2 separate regions of the Astyanax mexicanus genome follow, and region 2 is linked to region 1. A link is a contact called in public Hi-C data. All regions are on one chromosome and are shown on one strand. Each heading gives the region's core, a stretch centred on a gene start, on an enhancer-like site or on the middle of the called end of the contact. The rest is flanking DNA. Distances are from core to core; before and after follow the strand shown.

What was found. Hi-C and Micro-C count contacts between places; a contact is called where the count stands out from the background.
Region 2: a Hi-C map of blood shows a contact between it and region 1, with 2.2 times the contacts expected there. The contact joins the promoter of zdhhc15b here to the promoter of atrx in region 1. A contact is called at or near these places in 2 of 3 Hi-C or Micro-C datasets (blood and muscle).

Annotation. Positions count from the first base shown.
Region 1 is chr10:1,316,696-1,323,205 of AstMex3_surface, forward strand. It overlaps atrx (ATRX chromatin remodeler), which reads left to right and starts at 3,949. Exons shown (of 35, transcript XM_007228422.4): 1 at 3,949-4,109. The coding sequence starts at 4,090. It overlaps nup62l (nucleoporin 62 like), which reads left to right. Exons shown (of 13, transcript XM_007228424.4): 6 at 1-44; 7 at 895-1,003; 8 at 1,496-1,640; 9 at 1,768-1,817; 10 at 1,923-2,057; 11 at 2,209-2,320; 12 at 2,596-2,662; 13 at 2,872-3,050. The coding sequence ends at 2,963.
Region 2 is chr10:1,446,091-1,452,454 of AstMex3_surface, forward strand. zdhhc15b (zinc finger DHHC-type palmitoyltransferase 15b) reads left to right here and starts at 4,845. Exons shown (of 12, transcript XM_007228419.4): 1 at 4,845-5,012. The coding sequence starts at 4,895. All of the region lies in intron 1 of LOC125804806 (a long non-coding RNA gene), which reads right to left.

The DNA.
Region 1 (6,510 bases), core at 2,699-5,198:
GCTAAAACCTTTAGGAACCGCCACCTCTATTGCTGCAACAACAGGTAAATAATATGCATTTTATTTAAAATTAAAGTTTTTTGTTGAAAGGAAAAACAGAAATAAATATTTGGTACAGAAACATTTGTTTGCAATTAGAGGCCAGACATTCCCTCTAGTTCTTGTTCAAGTTTGCACACAATGGAGCAGGGATTATGGCCCACTCCTTCATACAGATCTTCCCCAGATATTGCAGATTTTGTATTGGTCACAGGGCAACATTGATTTTCAGCAATCTCCAAAGATTTTCTGTGAATTCAGGTCTTGAGACTGGCTAGGCCACTCCTTAATTGCACTGGCTGTGTGTTTCGGGTCATTGTCATGCTGGAAGGCCCATCCACGACCCATCTTCAATGCTCTTACTGAGGAAAGGAGATTGTTGACCAAAATTTTTAAATACATGACCCCATCCATCCTCCTTTTAATACAGTGCAGTCGTCCTGTTCCCTTTACAGAAAAGCAACCCCAACCTTTGATGCTTCCACCACCATGCTTCACAGTTCGGATGGTGTACTTGGTGTTGCACTTATCCTACTTTTTCCTCTGCTTCTGGTTCCATCTGACTACATGATCTTCTCCAATTATAATCAGAAATCCGATATTCAGCTGTTTCTGTTGTTTTAAAGCAAAGACATAGAAAGCTAGAAACAGCAAAAACAGATGGAGGGCATGACAGAAATAATCGTTGACTAATCGACTAATTGGAAGAATAATTGCCTGATAAGTCGACTACCAAAATAATCATTAGTTACAGCCTAATCTTTAACTCCTTAATATGATCTCATCTCATTGCTTTTGGAACCTCTGGAACTAATGGTCTTTTTTATATATATATATATATATATATTTTAATAGCTGCCGCTACTTCAGCAGCTCTTACAGGATTTTCATTGGGTCTGAAGCCAGTTGTCTCTGCTGCACCAGCCATTTCTACAGTCGCCTCCACAGCTGGCATCACGGTCAGGTATGTAATAATGCTAAGGCTGAGAGAGTTAAGTAATGTATTTTTAAAATATTTGTATGTAAATAGTGAAACAATATAATCAGCGAGTTTTTAAAGGTTAACTAAACCCCTTGATTTTAGCTGACTCCACCCTCAGCTCAAAAAAGGGCTAAAAAAAAGGGGGGGGGGGTAGTTTGGGAGTGGCACGGTGATGTATGGGTTTAAGGGCGGGGCAGGAGGGCGAGCTGATTGGCTGAGCTGAGTACACGGAAACATCATCCACACCTATAGCACAGTTGATCCTGAGAGGGCGCTACAGAGGCGGAAATGACCACAAAGTTTTTTTTTTAAGGTTAGGAAATGTTTATAAAAATTTTAAGAATGACTGGTATGTTTCATTACTTCAAAGGAACACATTTCAGCTATTAATAAAAAAATATATTTATGGTTTAGAGTTTAATTTAAGGCTTCAAATTGCTGATTATATTTCACTAAATTCACTCTTTAATTCAGCGCTGCACCAGTGATGTCTTATGCCCAGCTGGAGGCTTTAATCAATAAGTGGAGTTCTGAGTTGGAGGATCAGGAGAGGCACTTTCTTCAGCAGGCCACTCAGGTCAATGCCTGGGATCGGATGCTGGTGGAAAATGGAGAAAAGGTAACTATACTTTTTTTTTATTTTTATTTTTTATGTCCTTTTAACAAATGTAGATCTGTGTAACTTTTATTTTCGTATTTAAAGTCGACCCATAGCAATAACTGATTTGTATATTTATTTCTTTTAGATTACAGCTCTTCATAAAGACATGGAGAAAGTTAAACTGGACCAAAGAAGGTACGACTGCGCATCGTCATTTGGTTGAATAGGAACGTTTGAATGGTATATAATGTAAAAGACAGTTTTGTATGAAAACCTGTATTTGTTTGGTCTCTGCCTCAGGTTGGATCAGGAGTTGGACTTCATCTTATCCCAACAGAAAGAGCTGGAGGATCTTCTCGCTCCACTGGAGGAATCTGTGAAGGAGCAAAGTGGAACCATCTATATGCAAAATGCAGACGAGGAGCGAGAGAGAACGTAAGCGATATATATATATATATATTTATTACAGACTTGTTTTTACACTTCCTCTAACTATGATCACATTTTTTTTTTCCCCCTCAAAAATTATTTTAGTTTATTTATAGACTTCTCTATTTCTAATGCTCTAATGCTCATCTCTCTGAAGGTACAAGTTGGCAGAGAATGTTGATGCTCAGCTGAAGAGAATGTCCCAAGACCTAAAAGAAATAATTGAACATCTTAATACATCCAATGGGCCAGCAGACACAAGTGACCCGGTATGTAAAGTTTTATACATACACCGATTAATACAACAATGTGGGGCTTCTATAAAACCACAAACAGATTTTCTGTCTGCCATGCTTGATAAATTTATTTATTTGGCTTTTTTTACATTTTTTTTTTATTAAGAATTCATAGATTTAAATTCTTTAAAGCATCTTTTAAGTTATTCTGTTTTAAACTATTCGAGAGTCCCACTTTTTCTTTTGACCTTGTCTAAAATGATTGACACCAAAGTTAAATATCCCATTTTAAATTCCTCCTATTTCAGCTCCAGCAGATTTGCAAAATCCTCAACGCACACATGGACTCCCTCCAGTGGGTCGAACAGAACTCTGGTTAGTATTTCATTTACATTTCAGCCATGTGTTGTTTGAGTGCCAGAAACATTGCTATATATATATAATCTCTGTTCTCGATTTTATGAATTGTGAATTTATCCCATAATGTATCTCAACTATTTGATAAACTAAACAGAAGGTATGATGCTGTTTTAATCCATGTCCAGTACATGCTATTTAATTTATTTGCCATGTTCTTTGTACAGTTCTGCTGCAGAGGCGCGTGGAAGAAGTGTCGAAGCTGTGTGAGAGCCGGAGCAAAGAGCAGGAGAAGAGCTTTCGTCTGAACTTCCAGTGAACCAGCAGAGAAGAAGCCCTCGTTTAGTGTAAATGAATGTCTGTGTTTTGCTAAGTGTGTTGCAATAAAGAGGTTAACTTTTTCACACCTTCCTAGCACGTGTTTTTTTTTTATTTTTATTTTTATTTTATTCTAATAAAGTGGGATTTCACAGTTCATATACAGTTTAACTCTGTAATATATCTAGTGCCTACATTACACCCAACGACTTCTGAGGCTTTTTCCCTGGTAGCAGATACATTTCTACCCAGGAAGTCTTTTAGGAATACTAAAGTGACATTATTTTTCACATGCCCACCGAGCACACTTTTTTAAAATGTATTAAACATTCGTTAATTTATGTATTTATTGTATTTTGTAATACACTGTGTAGGAACAATACAACTACTTCTATAAAATCCCCAAAGTTGAAGTGACAATATATGATCTAGGGCAATATTAGAGTGATTTGAAAGCAAAGAGCAGTAACAAAGGAAGAGAAGGAGGAGTAGTAGGAAAGGAGGACGAAGGGAAGAGGAGCAGTAGGAAGGGAGAATGGAGATATGAGAAGTAAGAGCAAAAGGAGTAGGTGGAAAGAAGGAAAGAAAAAGGAGCAGTAGGAAAGTAAGAGGAGAAAGAGAAGAGGAGTAGTAGGAAGGGGGGAAGAAAGGAGAGAAGAGGAGCAGTAGGAAGGGAGAAGTAAGATATGAGAAGTATGAGAAAAAGGAGTAGTAGGAAAGGGAAAGGAGGAGGAAGAGAAGAGGAGCAATAGGAAAGGATGAGGTGGATAAAAGGAGTAGTAGGAAAGAAGAGGAGCAAAAGGAAGAAGAGGAGGAGGAGAGGAACAGTAAGAAAAGGAACAGAAAAAGAGGAGTGGAAGTTTCTGGACACATCCAGACATTAGAAAATCAGCCTCGTGTGTTGTTGAATATTCCCTCTCTAACGGGGTTTTAGCCAATGAGGGCGCTCCCCGGGCCTGAGCTTAATAGGCCAATCAGCGCCTCTGTTGCTGGGGGGAAAGATGGCGCCTCGCTTTGTCTGATTTGAGAGAGCGTTTCAGTGTTTTTCTCCTCCTTCTGCCGCTAAATATCACAGATTAACTTCAGTCTGGAAATGCAGCTTCAGCACAGATCCGCACGGTGAAGAGATGAGCAGCGAGGCGCGCAGGTAGGAGCACACCTGAGCATAAACTCATATAACCTGATATAATATAATATAATTATCATTACAGTGAACCCGGCGAGCTGAGGGGCTCAGATTCACACAGTTACTCAGTTTTAGTCTAAACAAACACTTGTTTGAGTTGGTTTGTGGTAAATATAGTTATTTAACTTAAACGGCGCGTTTTTATGTTTTTCTGCGTTTCTGCGCAGCTGCACTGCTTCACTAATCTTAACTGAAAACATGCAGTTAGATACACAACATGTCTAAGCTAATATATAAATATTAACTGTGTTTAAACATGACTTTATGCCTGTAGATAGATGTTTACTAAACCTGCTAAACGATTTAACCTGCTGACAATTTGATTTGTGGTAGATCTGCTTCAGATATCTAACCGTATCCTGGTTACATGGACTGCATGTGAATCCATAATATAGGAAGACTATGAATAGGGCAGCAACGATTAGTCGATATAATCGACAATGTCGATTATATAAATTGGTTGATTACAAATTTCATTGTCGACTAATCATTAATTTATAACAGTACTGCATTACACAAAAACGTGGGGTACAACATCTAGACATTTATATTTATTTTTAAATGTATTAAACATCTAATGTTTACCTGTTTTTCTGCAAAATAATCATTAGTTGCAGCCCTAGCTATAAAAACCAGGCTGCCTTGTACAGGTCTGCTGTGGCATTGTCAGCTTAAAAAAAAGAACATTAACATAAAACCAGCTTTTTTAAAAAAAGAAACAAATGCACAATAATTTATTTTCACATCACATTTACAGCATTTATTTGACGCTCTTATGCAGGGCGACTTATAAGGTAATTTCTAATAGTTCGGCCAATTTAGTGTTAGGGGTCTTGCACATGGACGCTTATTGGTGTTGCGCAGCATAAGCCCTATCCGGATGGGATTAGTTTTTCTTGGGGTTCACAGAGGTTTTTATCCTCTGTGATTTTATTCCCATCCAGAACGATCACGTATGTGTTTTTCTCAGACGTCCTCTGAGAAAATTACAGGCTGAATTATCTACTGTTTTCCTCTGAACTCCGTGCTCCTCCGGTAATTTTAGTCCCGTCTGAGTTTCATCTCCTCGAGTTTAATAAAATAGCTATTTGTCCACTGCCGCGCACCGTAATTACACTTTGGGTGTGCGTTTCCACAAAAATCCATGTAAACACAACAGGAAGTGGAAATGGAGGAGCTACTGAACGCTATGATGTGCCCAAGAAAGCCTAAAAACTCACTGGTCCTCCTGTTACCCAGATATGGAATTGAACCCTAGTCTCCCACATGGTAGCTCACTGGTAGGCGGGTGTATTATCCACTGCACCACACCAACCACAATATTAATTTTTATTAATTATATTGATTGGCTGTCTAATGCTTTATTGACTATTTGTGTACAACAGAGTAATACATCTACAGTATTAGTCAGTCAGTTATAACTACTTTGTTATAATTCCAAAAACAAATTTAACACTAATACAAACTAATCACATTAGTTTGAGGTAAAAGCCCAAGAGCAAAAAACACCTTAGTGTTAGAAACTACGAAATAGTGTCTGGAAACAATTACTTGACCTCTCAAAATTATTTCTTAGAATCTGAAAAGTATGATGTAATACCTCTAAGTAATGACACATTAAAATAACAAAAGAACATGATTTTGATATTTTAAAATTATTAGCACCTCAAAATATTGACTCGGGATTTTTAAATGACTTCACATCTCAAAATAATGACTCAAAATAACAACTTAGAATCCCAAAATAATGATTGTATCTTAAAATTGAGATAGTATCTCAGAATTATGATGCTCAAAATACCAGCTTAGTATCTCAAAAAATAGAACTCAAAATAGCTTAGCTGGTATTAAAATTAAAGTATCAGAAATGTATATATATTTCATTATTTTATATCAAAATAATGATAGTATCTCAGAATTAGGAGTCAAAATAACAACTTAGCTAGTATCAAAACATTGAGATAGTATCTCGAAATGATATTTATCTCTATGTAATGACATTAAAATAGTTAGCACATCTTAAAAATGATGAGATGTTATTTTAGAATAAAGAGTATCTCAAAATAACAACTTATAATCTATAAATAATGAGAGGTAAACGCTGTTAATGGTAATAAAGTTATGGGTGTGAGTTATGGCTCTGAGTGGCGGGAAGGCGCGCGCTCTCCGCCCCGCGCGGCTCCGCTGTGTGTCGCCGGGATTTGCTGAGGCGATGCGCCATTTTAACACCGACTCGAGTCATCCGGCAAGATGGCGCTCTTGCTTTGTCTCCTGCGCTGAAGTTAAAGCAGGCAGCAGCCCGTTTTAAACCGGGCAGAGAGGCGGATCTGCGGGCGGGGGAGTAGCGGGTTCGGCGGGTAGA
Region 2 (6,364 bases), core at 3,595-6,094, 130 kb after region 1:
CACAGCTATTTATGATAATGATCATTTGTGTTGCAGATCACTTTACATCATGTCTGCAGAGAATGAGCTCAGATTGTTTCCAGTGTTGTTCTCCGTCTGATGCGTGGGATTGTTGTTTTTTTGGTAAAGCAGCTGTGAAGTCACGCATCGGCTTTTAGCGCGTCAATTTCCAATTAGCGTATTTATGCAGCGGTCCGGTTTTACGGAGGGGAAAGTTTCAGGAGCTCTGAGCGAACGGCAACGAGACGAGGAATTCTTTGATCACCTGCGCAGAGCAGTGACCGAGGGCCTTGATGAATACAAAGTTTCCAATATGTATTCCATCTTGACTTCAAAAACCCTCGCGCAGATGATGAATTCTCTGTCCAGACACTTAAGCATGCAGGGAATGAAATGGGAATGCTATCAAACTCTTTTCTCCGTTTCAGGGTGATTCAAAAAACACCAGTCATAGAGCTGAACCTCCGCCAGAGCACCGAGACCAGAGAGGCGCTCGAGCAGACGGCAGAGAGAGAGGAGAGAGTTTGGGAATGCAATTAAAACTATACACACACACAGTCACAGACAGGGTTATTCCCACTCTAGTGCACTCGCGCACACTTTCTCACTCATATGTACAGAGCTGCACCAATTCACTTACTGCATATAAATTGCATAAAACAAAGGGAACGCAGATCTTCATTATCTCTTTCTCACTTCTCTCTCTCTCTCTTTGTGCATTTTGTCTGTCTGCCTTTTTCTGTGTTTTCTCTTACTGTCTGTCTGTCCCTGTTTCTATCCATATATCGTCACTGTCCTATATAAAAAAAAAACACTTCTCCATTTTTGTCCATTGACTTCCATTGAAGGTTTACAAGGTTTTTTCTCTCTCCTGTAAAGTTGCTGTTTTGGAGATTTGGAGAATGTTCTTCATGGGACAGCAATGATATACAATAAGTCCAGCGACACTGTCCCCAATCCTCAAGGGGGCGCTCCCACTAGTTACTACCAGCAGCCAGACAACCAGGTTCATCATTCCTGCAGCCGGCAAAATATGAACCTTCAGCAAACATGAAGCGATAGGAGGAAAAAGGATATTAATCATTTACACTGGATAAATTAGGCCTGTTTGTCTTGTGATTTAGCAGCAGGTAAGCTAGCAACACAATATATGGGTAATGTTTATGTTAGCTAGTTAAGCTACCTACTTGCCTGACAGTATTTACTAGTAACAAACTAAAACAGTAAGTGCAACTTTTTTGTGAATTTTTGATTGGTGCTCCCAAACGCCTTAAAAGGCCCTGGTGATGCAGCATTAATGCTAAAAAGTGTATCAAGATCCCAGAAAAACACATGCTGATGTGCATGCATTTTTCACAAGACAATGCAAACAAAATCATGTCTTTTGATTGTTATGAGAAGAAGGAATGGTAACATTACATATTGGTAAATGCCCTAGCGTTGGGTGCATCACCAGACAAAACATGAAATATTTTGAGTTCATAACATCTGCAGTCAAGGTCAATGTTGGTCAAATATAAGATGTATATGTTTTTTTTATAACTTAATTATGTAACGTTTTATAATACAGCCCGTGTTGAGTGTTACACGCATGAAATACAGGAATGGGCGCATCACCAGAGAAAACATGAAATATTTTGAGTTCATACCGTCTGCAATCAAATGAAGGTCAATGTTGGTCAAATTTAAGATGTAAATGTTTTTTGGGTTATTTTTTGTGCCAGACTTTTTTTCTTTGATTTGAAGTTTGGAGTAGAATATTTCTCACATGAAATCAGCGCAACATTAAATCAGTTCATTTTTAGGTTCAGGTCTTTCAAAACTAAATAAATATTAAAGTGAGATTTGCTATTCAGATTAATCCAATGAGTTTTAAGAACGCTGCTCTGAACTCTTGCACTGTATGTTTTATTTCACACACGCATGCGCCCGCACACACATCATGATCTAATAATACACCACTCCACTGCACATAATAGGGAACGACAGAAACAAATGTAGGCCACATTTCTGCACCTAAGAGCTCCAGAAGAGGTGCATTAGGGGCAGAAGTCTCTCAGACACGTAGAGTGAAAAGAAACCAAACATCCATATCTCTATTGTGCTTTTCACCAGGTAACACACTCCTCGTGCCTGAGGGGCTCCGTCAACCTCGGTGATCTCGGCCTTTCTCTGCATGACTTCTCCTCAAAGGGCCTCTCTCTCTCTCTCTGTCTGTCTGTCTGTCTGTCTGTCTGTCTGTCTCTCTCTCTCTCTGCTGTCTGTGTGATCTGTCTGGGCCTGCCTGCACGAGCTGTTTGTGTTTCTCTTTCCTGGGTAAATGTTTTGATTAAGGCCTGGTTACTATTATGATAGTAGCGAGCACTTTGTAGTAGCGGTGCTTCGGCTGATGCGCTGATGGACGGCCTCTCCTTCCCCCCTCAGAGTTTTAGCAGGATGCTATCCCTGCTACTGTGTTCTGCATTCTGGGAAACTTGTGGAGTAACGTACACTACTGATAAAAGTTAAAAAAAGGCACTTTCCCAGTTAAAAAAATGTCCAAAGAAAATATGGGGAAATGATAGCCTTGTAAAAGAAAAGTGCATTTAAGTAATTTTTTTAATCAAAAGTATACATTCATGGCTAAATTGGAGCAGCCTGGTGGCCAATCTTCACTAATTGCACCTTAATGCACCAGTAAGAGTGTGAAGGTTCAGTTATCAGGGTAAGAGCACAGTTCTGCTCTAAATACTGCAATGTACACAACATTATGGGAGACATACCAGAGTTCAAAAGAGGACAAATTGTTGGTGCACGTCTTGCTGAAGCATCTGTGACCAAGACAGCAAGTATTTGTGATGCATCAAGAGCCAAGGTATCCAGGGTAACATCAGCATACCACCAAGAAGCACCAACCACATCCAACAGGATTAACTGTGGACGTTGTAAGAGGAAGCTGTCTGAAAGGGATGTTCGGGTGCTAACCCGGCTTGTATCCAAAAAACATAAAACCATGGCTGATCAAATCACGACAGAATTGAGCAAAAAATCAGATTTAAGTCACTTCATCCTGGTAATGTGAACGTAGCCTTAGTATCCTGGGGATTCCAGTACAAACACAATGCCTCATTGAACAAACTTAGTTTTTTTAGTGAGAGATCAACAGAGACTGGACAGACTGGGTTGATCTTGAAGAAAGATTACAGTAAATAAGTAAATCTCTGGTGAACATCTAAACATAAATTGCATTAATGCCCAAAATTAATATGGATAGGCTAAAACAGCAGCAGACTACCTGTGGTTGCACTTAACCAAACCGTATCAGTTTCTGCTGAGGCACACAGACGGTACGTTCTGAATCTGGACCCAACATCTTGAGTCCAGGCTGGTGGATATGGTGTAATGGTGTGGGGAATGTTTGCTGGGCACATTGTGAGCCTGTTAATACCAATCAATAAAACACTTGAATGTCGTGACCTGTTTGAGTGATGTTGAAGACCACGTGCGTCCCTCGCATCCCACAGTTCCAACAGTCTCACCATCGTCTAGTGGCTGCATCCACTGGGATAATGCACCAAGCTGCAATAAGTCATAACGCAAGACTTTTAAACCCAAATGCATTGAGTTAAATCTGGATTTGGGTCAGAATATGGATTTGAATCCTATAGAACTCTTTTGGGATGTTGCGGTCCTGAAGATTCCCAGCTGCAACTGAGAAATCTTCAGGAATTTCATGCTGCAAAAATCTTGTGAAAATCATGCCACGAGAAATTGAGACAGAAGAAGGCCCTATAATACATGGCAGTATAGTTTTTTTTTTTTTATAAAGTACTGCTTCTAATAAAGTGCTAAGTGTATTTATAGTGTATATATAGTGTATATATTGTGGTTGTGGAGCAGCCCTCAAACAGGAGGCGGCAATGGCTTAAATAAACTGTTGTGTTTTGGCGGCATCTACTGGCTAAACCGGGTATTACAATCATGTGTGTCTTGAATGAAAAACAAATAATATACTATGTACTTACATTTAGTTATTATAGCTTTAATTTAAATCATAATATTTAGCTAGATACATTTAAAAACAGACTATACCCACACTATCGCCAATTATTTAGTAAGCAAGTAAGCTAGTAGTAACCAAATAAATAATGGTAGATTACAATTACTATACTAAGACTTAAAAGCACATCCTCATACATTGACATTTATTTGCTAGTTATGTAATATATTATTGCTTTTTGTATTTTATATGCATGTGTAGACTATCATTAACTTTTCTACTTGACAATTTATATAAGTGGATCAAAGACCAAAACTTGCTGCGCACATAATTACATCATATAAAATTTGAGGGCATTTAAGGTACACAATAAAAAAAAAATAAAATAAATTACAACAAAACAGGAAAACAGAGAAAAAAAAATGTATGCCAAAAATGTATTGTCCTTTTTATGATGATTAAAGACAATAAAACTTTTAAAAGGTACTCAAATATTTCAGTTAATTAAACTTAATATGTATATAGATTTTATGTTAAAGTATATAAGTCTTAATTTTCATTCATTTCATGCAGAAAACACCATACTTATAGTTTTCCTTCACACGAACTGAAAGGGTTCATGCATTATGATCCCGTTCCCACACCTTAATAATAATAATGTGGCCAAGCATTAAAATAATGTTCCCACGCATTAAGTCGTGGCCACACATTAGGAACCCATTCCCACAGCTTAATAAGTAGTGTCCATGATTTAGAATCCCGTTATAAGTATAACACGATATCACTTGGCGGCTTCATAGAAAAAAAAAACCCCATAACAAACAGTAATCGTGTGAGTTTGCGCATGCGCACAGCCGCTAAGTACCACATAGCGATGGGTAGCAGAACTCGGCAGAACACCGGCTCTGGATAACTATGGCCATGTCCAGGGGGCTGAGATGCTGCCAGAGGATATTTTCCTGGATCCCCGTGGTCATAATTTCCTCCGTGGTGTTGTGGTCGTACTACGCCTATGTGTTTGAGCTCTGTTTCTGTGAGTATTCCTCATTTCTGCGCGTTTTTTCCACAGAATCGCGCTGTCGGGCGTTAGCTCAGATGCTAACCGCTGTGTGGGCTGCCAGGCTAGGCTAGGCTGGGCTAGGCTAGCTTTAGCTAATGCTGAAGTAGTTAAGCTAGGTTTAAGGAAGTGAATTTAAATATCCGTTTTTGTCAATGTAGCTAATAATTTAACCTTCTAACTTAGTCAGATAGCTAAATGTTCATTTAAATAATAAAAGAGTACGCTCAGTACGTTGTAATATGTTTTATCTTGTATTGTCTTGTATTTTATTTAATGTTGCACATAACACTATAAACAACCGAGATTCTCATAAGGACATTAGGTAATGTTTAACTAATAAAAGCTAATTTTTACTAATTTTATTTATTGCCTAGGGGTGGTTTGTGAAATAAATGTCAGTGTTAAATATGTAAGTCAGAACTGTCAAACACATGCTTCCAATGCAATGGACATTAAAAACTATTGGATTTAATTTTTATATAGGTTTTATGTTAGAATATTATAGTCTTAATTTCCATGTTTTACTTGCAGAAAACAGCATTCTTATCACTTTCCCTTTACATGACTGAAATGGTTAAAGCTAGTTGTTAATATAACTACTGGGTGTAAACTGGTTAAGTTAGTAACTAAGCTAACGTTAGTTATAATAAAACGTGTTTAATGACAGGCCTTTTTTAGCTTTAAGCAGAAATCAGGTGTAAAATAGACTTGGGTTGTATTGAAACATGAAAACGAGTACGAACATGTAAAAAAATTACTGTTTTGACACCATTAGCAAACTCAAAGTAGCCTTAAATTAAGTCACAATAAATCAGCTGACAAGCAGGAACGAATGGGGAGGATATTAGAACAAATTGCAAAATTAATTCTGTGAAAATATCTGAAAATTATAGAGATATTTTCAGGGAATTAATGCACCTCAGGGTACTGTGTGTGTAAACAGTGTTTTGAATAAACCACCTATGCACTTTCATCAGCTAAAAACGCTTTAAAACGTATTTCAGTACGCTGGGAGAAATGACCCACCTCCTCTTGAGCTTCAGAAAATGAACCAGTGTCCTGACATTTTCCTTTAGAACAGCAGACTTTAATAGATCAATGATCTTTAAATAAAACTGGATTCCTTCACACTCACACCCGATTGTCATCCCATTGATTGAAAACACCTGATTCTAATTTAAACTAATCACCTTCAAACTAGCTACTAATCCTAGAGTTTTACATATGTTCACTTACGCTACTGACAAATATTTAAAATTAAATCCGTTTCTGCAATAAATAAACATACAAGTGTAACATTTTGTCTAATTTGTTTAACTGGTTTC